Linked DNA regions of Mus musculus: region 1 is linked to region 2. Evidence: chromatin contacts called from public HiChIP or PLAC-seq data. All regions are on one chromosome and are shown on one strand. Each heading gives the region's core, a stretch centred on a gene start, on an enhancer-like site or on the middle of the called end of the contact. The rest is flanking DNA. Distances are from core to core; before and after follow the strand shown.

What was found. HiChIP or PLAC-seq counts read pairs in DNA pulled down with a chosen protein or histone mark.
Region 1: an H3K27ac HiChIP or PLAC-seq map of microglia shows a contact between it and region 2, with 6 times the contacts expected there. The contact joins the promoter of Gdf15 here to the promoter of Dda1 in region 2. A contact is called at or near these places in 4 of 39 promoter capture datasets (hippocampal neurons, neutrophils, pre-B cells and 1 more) and 4 of 115 datasets of contacts at active chromatin or transcription factors (bone marrow-derived macrophages, embryonic stem cells, microglia and 1 more).

What each region holds. Positions count from the first base shown.
Region 1 is chr8:70,629,758-70,634,189 of GRCm38.p6, reverse strand. Gdf15 (growth differentiation factor 15) reads left to right here and starts at 2,095. Exons shown (of 2, transcript NM_011819.3): 1 at 2,095-2,857; 2 at 4,016-4,432. The coding sequence starts at 2,578. It overlaps Gm34154 (a long non-coding RNA gene), which reads right to left and starts at 1,627. Exons shown (of 2, transcript XR_870495.2): 1 at 1,335-1,627.
Region 2 is chr8:71,467,101-71,471,885 of GRCm38.p6, reverse strand. It overlaps Dda1 (DET1 and DDB1 associated 1), which reads right to left and starts at 2,692. Exons shown (of 5, transcript NM_025600.2): 1 at 2,561-2,692. The coding sequence starts at 2,563.

The sequences.
Region 1 (4,432 bases), core at 846-3,345, 840 kb after region 2:
GGATTTTGAGGAAAGAGGAGCCAAGTTGGCACAATGCCACATTCCAGAGTTTTGTGAACCAGAAATCTGTGTTTGGGGGGTGATGATGCTTATCAGAGGATGGGGGACCCCATGGAGCCTTGTTGGTATGGAGCCCTTTGGAGAACATTCCATGAATAAAGTGAATGGCTGACTGATCCTGGTCTTAAAGAGACAGATGCCCAGTTGGTCGTTGGCCTGGTCACCACACTGTAGGAAGAGTGGAATACTATATATAGCAAGGAAGAGCTTGGTAGCTCATTTTCCATCATCTTGACACCCAGGAGACTGAGGCAGGGGGATTGTGGGTTTGGATTCACAGAGTGAAAGTTCTATGAACCTGGAGGAACTGTCCCCTAGGCTTCTGACAGTCTTGTTTTAACCCCCAAGTGACACCCTGACACCTGACTGAGACTTTAGGCCTGGGTCTCTATCGACAAGCAGCTGAGAGTGTGAATTTCAAGGTGCACAGGAGCTCCTACTGTGTACTCAGGTCACATGGGCATCTCTAGTTCTCTACCACAACTTGTGGTGACCCCACGGGATGAAGCTGAAGGTATAGTTGGTCACACACAGCAGTGGGTGTGTGTTGAGGGGGCACAGATGCCTGGCGAAGTGGGATCCTAAACAGGAAGCCCTGGTGACTTTTTTGAAGGGGCCTGTGTGGGTTAGGAAAGTTGGGACCCATCACAGGAAGACACCGAGGGCCAGAGAGGCAACCTGGGCTGGCTGAGGTTGCATCTGTCTGCGGCCTGTGGGGTTAGGTGGGGTACAGAAGTGCTGAGAACATCGAGGCCTGTCCCAGCATCCAGACCGCACAGGGCTCCCCGTGTGGGAGTGGGCAGCTGCTCGGCCCACTCCCGAGCTCCATATCTACGAAGCCATCTGCATCCCAAGAGACTTTGGGCCGTCCCCAGCCTCAGTTTCCCCACCTGTGACCCATGATGGTCCTGTCTCAACCTCTCATCTCACGCAGCAAGACAGCTGTATCCTGATCCTTGGCCTTTGCTCTGCAGCGCAGAGAGGCTGAGAAACTTGTCCAAGGTCACATGGGACCGCGGGATAGTCCCTCAATTTGTAGCGTGCACCCCCGGCCCCCGCTGTACCCCTACCCTGACGATGTAGACCACAGCAGCCTTTCACAGAAAGAGAAACTGAGGCTCAATGGCTGGCCTGGGACCAGAAGACTGCAGTATTATCCTCTGGGATATGATTCGGAGATCAGCAGCTCGCCCAGGGCAGAGAATCCAACTCTGAGACTTAAATTTGGGGGAAAACGGTCAGAGATGAACATAATCCCAGAACCCCACTCTCACCGGCCAGGTGGCCACCATGCTGTGCCTCCTCACAGAGTGCAGATACCTCAAAACTGCCCACAGCTGCGATCCCAAGGGCGGTGCCACCTCTCTCCACATTGATCTTTAAGAGTCACCCCCGTAGGCAAAGGGTCCTGGAGCAAACAGGTAGTTCTGGGCAGTGCATCAGGGGTGGGGCTTGGATCTGAGGAGGAGTGGTCTGGAATCAGTTTGGGGAGGGTTCTGGGGGTCATCCTGGTCTTGGACAAAGGAGATGGCGGGTGAAGACTTACCATGCACCTACCTTGTCTTCACAGGGGGACATGGAGTAACCCTAGTCAGTCATTAACCTGGAGTGACCCCACAGGTCAGAGGCCACCCAGCAGTATGTAAATACTGGGAGGGACCCCAGCAGGAGCCCTTGATGACACCTGGTGCCCCTCCTTGCTCACTCCTGTCTTCCCCAGAGGCCCTAACTACAGCCACTACCCTTTCAGGGCCCAGGCTGACCGTGGATGGGGCTCCTGGCACCTTCATCCTCCTCCTCCATCTTCTATCTGAGCCTGAGACGAACTGCCCACCCCCTCCAGCCACCTGCCGCCTCCTGTTTGGAAGGAGGCCCGCAGCAGATTTCCTCTTCCCTCCATTCCCAAGAGGAACCCCTGGTCTGGGGATACTGAGGCAGGCACAGGGCAGGGCACGTGTGAGCATCCAGTCATCCTGAAAGGTAAATCTGGTTCCTGAAGCGACAACTGTTCGTACAGGGTTTTGAAGGATTGGTAGGAGTCCCACAGAGGACACCGAAGAGGTGCAGTCCCTGATTTGTCCTTATGTCCCAGCCCATTTGGGCACGGCTGTAATGTCTACTCCTGGGACACTGAGGCATAGGGGTGACTTGCCTGAACTTGCCTTTTCTAGGTTTTCCTTGGCTTCACCTTTGATGGGGGTGGAGGGAGGAGGGAGGGAGAGAGGAGGAAAGAGAGAGGGAGAGAGTCCTGGTCCCAAGAGGAAGGAAGAAGCCACTTGAACTTCAGTCTGGACTCCATCACATGTTCTGTGGGGACGATCAGCCCTCACTCAGGTCCCAGCCCGGCGGTTTCCCTCCCTCCCACCCCCTCCCCCTGCGGAGCCCTGGGATTCCCGCCCGAATTAGCCTGGTCACCCGAGTTGGCATCGCACACGGGGGCGGAGCGGACAGAGTCCAGTGGGTATAAAGGCAGCTGCAGAGGGCTTAACTCAAAGACACACTCAGGACACAAGCGACATGGCCCCGCCCGCGCTCCAGGCCCAGCCTCCAGGCGGCTCTCAACTGAGGTTCCTGCTGTTCCTGCTGCTGTTGCTGCTGCTGCTGTCATGGCCATCGCAGGGGGACGCCCTGGCAATGCCTGAACAGCGACCCTCCGGCCCTGAGTCCCAACTCAACGCCGACGAGCTACGGGGTCGCTTCCAGGACCTGCTGAGCCGGCTGCATGCCAACCAGAGCCGAGAGGACTCGAACTCAGAACCAAGTCCTGACCCAGCTGTCCGGATACTCAGTCCAGAGGGTGAGTAGCAACCAGGGACCCACTTCAGGAACACCCTCTCCAAGCTCCAACCAACACACTCAAGTCCACGAGCCCAGCCCAGCTTCCGAGACTCAGTTTCCCCTGCTGTGACCTCTGGAGCTGCCAGCAGCGGGCTCAGCCAGAGTAGGACGGATGACCGTCCCTAGACCGGAGCTGGACAAATGATGTCCAGAGAGGTCAAGGTCGCTCCTGGAGATGCACAGCACTCGAGTTGGGGAGGACATGGGGGAAGGTTAGAGGGTCCTGGAGGGAAGAGGGAGGGACAGGAGCCAGGTTGGGAGCCAAACGGAAAGAACCTGCGGGAACTGGATCGGAAATCTGACGCAATCGCTTGTAAAGAGACTGCTACAGTAACAAGTGACAGTCGCTTGGATGGGAGGGAGGAGGATCCAGGGGACTGGACTCAGCTCTGGGACCCAGCAGGGCTGAGGGCGGGCCCAGGCTGATTTGGGTCACGCCCCCTTACAAATCCGCTAGGGTTGTGTGAATCCAAGCGAACTGTAGCTCTCCCTAAAGATCTGCAAAGCTACACTTGGATGTGGTGGCGCATGTCTGCCATCCTAACTACTCCGGGGGTTGAAGCAGAATTGCCTTGAGTTCAAGGCCAGCTGGGACTACAGAGTGAGAACCTCCCCAAATTTTATTTGTAGCCCAGGTCGATTTCAAACTCAGGGCAATCCTTCTGCCTCCATTTCCCAAGTTCTGGGAAGACAGGTGTAGGCAACCAAACCCTGCTTTAAAGAAAACCAACTTCTGTTTGTTAAACACTTTATTCAGAGGCTTGGGAAAAGGTTGGAGAGATCCATGCTGTCCTGCGCAGGGCAGACCTTAGGGATCTCTGTCGCTAAGAGCAAAATCAACTTTAAGCCAGAAGGTGGCGGTGTACGTCTTTAATCCCAGCACGAGGGTTTGGGGTGGGGGTGAGGGGTGGCACAGAACAGGCAAATATCTGTGAGTTCAAGGCCAGCCTGGCCTACATGGAGAGTTACCAGGACAGCCAGGGCTATACTGAGAGACCTATGTTTGACATCTGTGCAGACCCTGTGGTCGGCGGGAGTGGCACATTTGCACAGGGGCACATCTGTGCCTGGCACACCCTAAGGACATGAGTAACCGGTGTTCTGGTTTCTTCTGCAGTGAGATTGGGGTCCCACGGCCAGCTGCTACTCCGCGTCAACCGGGCGTCGCTGAGTCAGGGTCTCCCCGAAGCCTACCGCGTGCACCGAGCGCTGCTCCTGCTGACGCCGACGGCCCGCCCCTGGGACATCACTAGGCCCCTGAAGCGTGCGCTCAGCCTCCGGGGACCCCGTGCTCCCGCATTACGCCTGCGCCTGACGCCGCCTCCGGACCTGGCTATGCTGCCCTCTGGCGGCACGCAGCTGGAACTGCGCTTACGGGTAGCCGCCGGCAGGGGGCGCCGAAGCGCGCATGCGCACCCAAGAGACTCGTGCCCACTGGGTCCGGGGCGCTGCTGTCACTTGGAGACTGTGCAGGCAACTCTTGAAGACTTGGGCTGGAGCGACTGGGTGCTGTCCCCGCGCCAGCTGCAGCTGA
Region 2 (4,785 bases), core at 1,443-3,942:
GGTCACTTTCCCCTTCCAGGTGGGTCTGTCTGTCACCAGGCATAACTGTAAACACTTTACCTGCTCTCTATCTCACTAGCCCAGAAGCTGTTTAAAGTTATACTTCCTCTGGGCACAGCAGTGCCTGCCTGCCTGCCATCCCAACATCCATGAGACTAAGACAGGGGGATTACTACAAGTCCCAAACCTGCCTGGGCTACAGAGTGAGACCCTATCTCAAAACAACAACAAAGCAATACTGAAGCCAGGCAGTGGTGGTAAATGCCTTCAGTCCCAGTGCTCAGGAGACAGTGTTTGAGGCCAGTGGGTCTACAGAGGGAATTCCAACAGCCAGGGCTACACAGAGACACGGTGTATGTATGTGTGTGTATGCACATGGAGGGGGGCAATAATGAGAGAATACTTCAGAAGATGGGCATGGTACCCACCTGCTGTCCCAGCTCAGGGTGGGAACAGAGACTGGAGGGTCTGTCAGCTTGAGAGCTGCCTGGCCATGGTCACAACACCTTGCCTCAAAAAGTCAATGTGGACTAAAGTTACAGGCATGTGAATGGCCAGCCAGGCCTGCTTCTGGGGAGCCCCAGGCCTGGCCTGGGTAGGGGTGGCCCACTTTATACCCACAGAAGGAGCTGGCTGCTATTGGAGAGGGTCCTGTAATTGTCTTCATTCTGCTTTACTTGGGGAGGCAGCCAGGATGTTTACCAACTATCACTCGGGTCTGGGGAGGGGCACCACGTGAACCACAGTTAGTGTGCCCTGCCCTGACATGTCACCATGTGTGCTATCATGTGCCTGCCAGTGAGCAATGGCATCCACCAATGTACAGCCGGGCACAGGCCCCCAGTACTGCTCCCTGTGACATTCCCGAGGCCCAGGCCTGGGATGCTCCAATAATGCAGAGGTGCTGTGCCAATGGCCCACCCCCTCTGCAGGCCTGGATCGTGGCTAGGCAGCCTCAGTGTCTCTGTTCTCCGCCTTTAATCGGCTGCTCTGGCTCAAAAAAGGAACACACCAGACCACCCAGGGTGCAGGTTTCAAAGTTCCCTCCCCACACCCCCAGGCCAGAGCACTGCTATAGACATGGGGCTCCAGAACCAAGGTACCTGGGTCCATTAGCCTAGAGGGTGTTATGTGTGGCTTGGTAGCAAAAGCTAGGCTAGTGTGGGGTCCAGGCAAGTCTGGGGCAGCCATGCAGAAGACTGTCTTGTTCTACTTATGCCCCCCACAGCTGTCACCCCAGTACTTGGGAGGTGGAAGCAACAAGATGGGGGCTGGGGGAGCGCAAGGCTAGCAGAGATCCCTCAGGTTAAGGCATGAGTGTGTACCTGTCTGCATTTCTAAAGGAAGACAGAACCTCCTCCTGTGAGCTAATAAGGCCTCAAGACATAGGTGTAAACTCCCCCATGGGCCTTTGAGGTCAAGGGAAGCCACACAGGCAGAGGTGCAGCTGATGCAAAGGTCCTGGGACAGAAGGGACTTGGGAACCAGAGGAAGTGGCCACTAGGAAAGGGCTAAGCAGGTGGGGATGAGGTCACAAAGCAGGGTGCTGCCCATGAAAGGAAGCCAGGCACAGACTCACCACAGGGGGGTTCAAGGATGCCTGATATGTTAGAAAGCGCACAAAGTGTCCTTTTTGAAAACCTGATTCTAAGTAAATTAAAGATGGCCAAAGGGCTGGGATGGGAGAGGGTAGGGAGGAAGTGGAACAGGCCTCTGGAAAGCACAACTCTCCCTGTCTAGAAACTCTTCTGTGGGGTTCACTACCTATTCTCCAGGGTGCGGGCTGGCATATGGGGTCTGGACTCATCATTGCCCAACTGTGAGGGATGGCCACTGCCTCAGGTCACAGATGGGAACCCCAATCCCAAAGAACCACGGAAGCCTCAACCCCGGAGCAGGTTTTGAACTCCCAGCTGGTTACAGGAATCACGTCACTTGAGGACTGGGGGACAGCGAGGGAAGAATGTCCCTTAGCTCATCTGTGGGCAGGTGCCTGTGTTAGCCCCTGTGGATACCCCATCCTAAGGGGTGGGCACCCTCATTTTGCAAAAAGGAAGAAGAAGGACAAGTGTGGGCTCGAGATGAGAGAAAGGGGTGGGAACCTGGTCTGGCGCGATGTCGCACCTCCTTTAGTGACAAAGCCCTGTATGTGACAGTGACAACCCCCTCCCTACGATGAACCAAGACCCGCACCTCAAACGCCCGGAACCCGAGGAGCCATGTCGAGGAACAGCCCGGAGCGGGAGGGGGGCTGTCTCAAGGGACCCCACCCCATCGCAAGCGATTTCCGGGAGGGGGAGACAAGAGACAGTCGCGACCCGGAAATGAATGAGTTGTCAGGGCCTGGAAGCATACCTAGGGTCAGGGTTCGCAGAAAGAGCTCTAGTGGGGTCTATGGGCAGCCCTCGGAGGGATCGGGGGAAGGGTCATAGGTCACAGGTCAGCGTGAGGGGCGGGGCCGGGGCTGGTGGGGGGGGATAGGGCGGGGAGCCTTCAGAGACAGTGGGGGACCCCATGGCGCCATGCCGGGCAGTAAGGGAGGCCGCATGGCCGCGCTCACCATCGTCCGCGTCTTCTGCCACCCGGACCGCCGCCGCCGCCGCCGCCGCCGCAGCCGCAGCCTCCTTCCCAGTAGCCGCCGCACAGCCACTTCCAGCCGCCGCGCAGCTCACTCCGATGGCGACAGCACCGCGCGTCATTGGCCCGCGTGGTGGCCCCGCCCTTCACGGCGGCCGCGCCCGACGCGCTCCCATTGGCCGACCGGTGCTCGTTCGCGTTATAATTGGTCTCTGCATCTCCGCCTTCGTCGTCGAGTTCGGTTGAAGGATCAAACCCCGCCCGGGGCTTGGGAAGTAAGAACTTGAGATCCGGACGTGGGTGGCGACCCGCGCGATGCGTCCTGGGAGTTGTAGTTCACAGGTCGCCAGCGATGCGGCAGGGCTCTGCTCCTTCTAGGAGCTGCTCCACCTTTTCTATGATGTCCCTGGAAGGCTCATTGTAATGAGTTCATCCAACTCACAGCCTCCTATGCTGGATCTCAACCTACAGTTCATTTTTTTGAGGTCTCATAGTACAGGCTGACTTTAAACATGCAGCAATCCTCCTGCCTCAGCCACCCGAATTCCTGGGATGGCAGAAGTAAGGCTTTTGTTATTTTAGGTAGAGCTAACATGGACTTATTAAGAAAATGTAGGGCTGGAGAATTGGCTCAAAGGTTAAGAGCACTGGTTGTTCTTCCAGAGGTCCTGAGTTCAATTCCCAGCTAACCATCTATAATGAGGTTTGGTGCACTCTTCTGGCCAGCAGGCATACATGTAGGTAGAACGCTGCATGCATAAACAAGTCTTTAAACAAACAAACAAACAAATAAATACATGAGAGGAAATGTGGGGGTAGGGGCACATTCCTTTAATCCCAACACACAGGAGGTAGAAGTGATGGATCTCAGAATTTGAGGCCTGCCTGGTCTACAGAGCAAGACTTCCAGCACAGCATACCTTGTCTCAGAAAAAGTTGTATAACATTTTAAGAATTATGAGTGTGTGTGTGTGTGTGTACACAACAGTCTTCATGTAACGAGGGCTACTTTTTGGGAGTCCTTTCCACCCTGTGTGGTCCAGGATCAAGGTCTGGTCATCTGGCATGGTGATAAGAGCTTTTTATAGTTGAGCCACCTGGCCAGCCTCCTAATTTCATGTTTTTAAGACAGGTCTGTGTAGCCTAGGCTGGATCTGGAATTCCCTTAGGATGTAGCTATCTCCTCCTGAGTGCTGGAATGACACACATGCACCCAGGGTTTTACTTGTACTGTGGCTGCCCTGGCACTCTGAAGACCAGGCTAGCCTCAATTTCACAGATCTGCCTGCCTCTGCCCCACCTAGTGCTGGGATTAAAGGTGTACACCAGCAACACTCAGCTTTTTTTTTTTTTTAAGATTTATTTATTATATGTAAGTACACTGTAGCTGTCTTCAGACACACCAGAAGAGGGCGTCAGATCTTGTTACAGATGGTTGTGAGCCACCATGTGGTTGCTGGGATTTGAACTCCAGACCTTCGGAAGAGCAGTTGGGTGCTCTTACCCACTGAGCCATCTCACCAGCCCCCTGACACTCAGCTTTTAAACTTTACTTTTCATACATGGGTTCTGAACTAGCGCTGTGTGGCATGAAGCTAAGGCTTCCATTGTGCTGTCTTCTTCTATGGCTCCCCACCTCACTGACTGGCCTGTTCATTACACTGTGTTGTTGTGTGTGATGAATGTGTAGGGGGCAGAGGACCCCTCTTACCCACCTTCACATGGGTTCCAGTATCAACTCAGGTCACCAGACTTGACTGGCAAGTGCCTTTTCATGCTGAGCTATCCCACTGGCCCTCGTTCACTTAGAAATAGGAATTCATGAAGTCCAGGTTGGCCTTACCTTGCTATGTTGCTAAGAATGATTTGTTCTGATCATCCTGCCTCTGAGACCCTGGAATCTCAAGTGTGCTTCACCGGGGTGTGTGGGGTGCTAGGTATGGAACTTGGGTTGTTCCATGCTGGCCAACTGTTCTGCCAGAGGCATAGCCTCAGCCCCTTCATTTATATTTTATGACAGGGTCTCTCACTGAACCTGGAATTGGACCATTTTGGCTAGACTGGTTGGCTAGCAAGCCCCCAGGATCTGCCTACCACTGATTCCCAAGTGCTTGGGCCACTGATATGTCTGGCCTTTTGTGAGTATGGGGATATAAACTCAGGTCTTCAAGCTTGCACCATAAACAGTTCACTCACTGAGACTCTCTT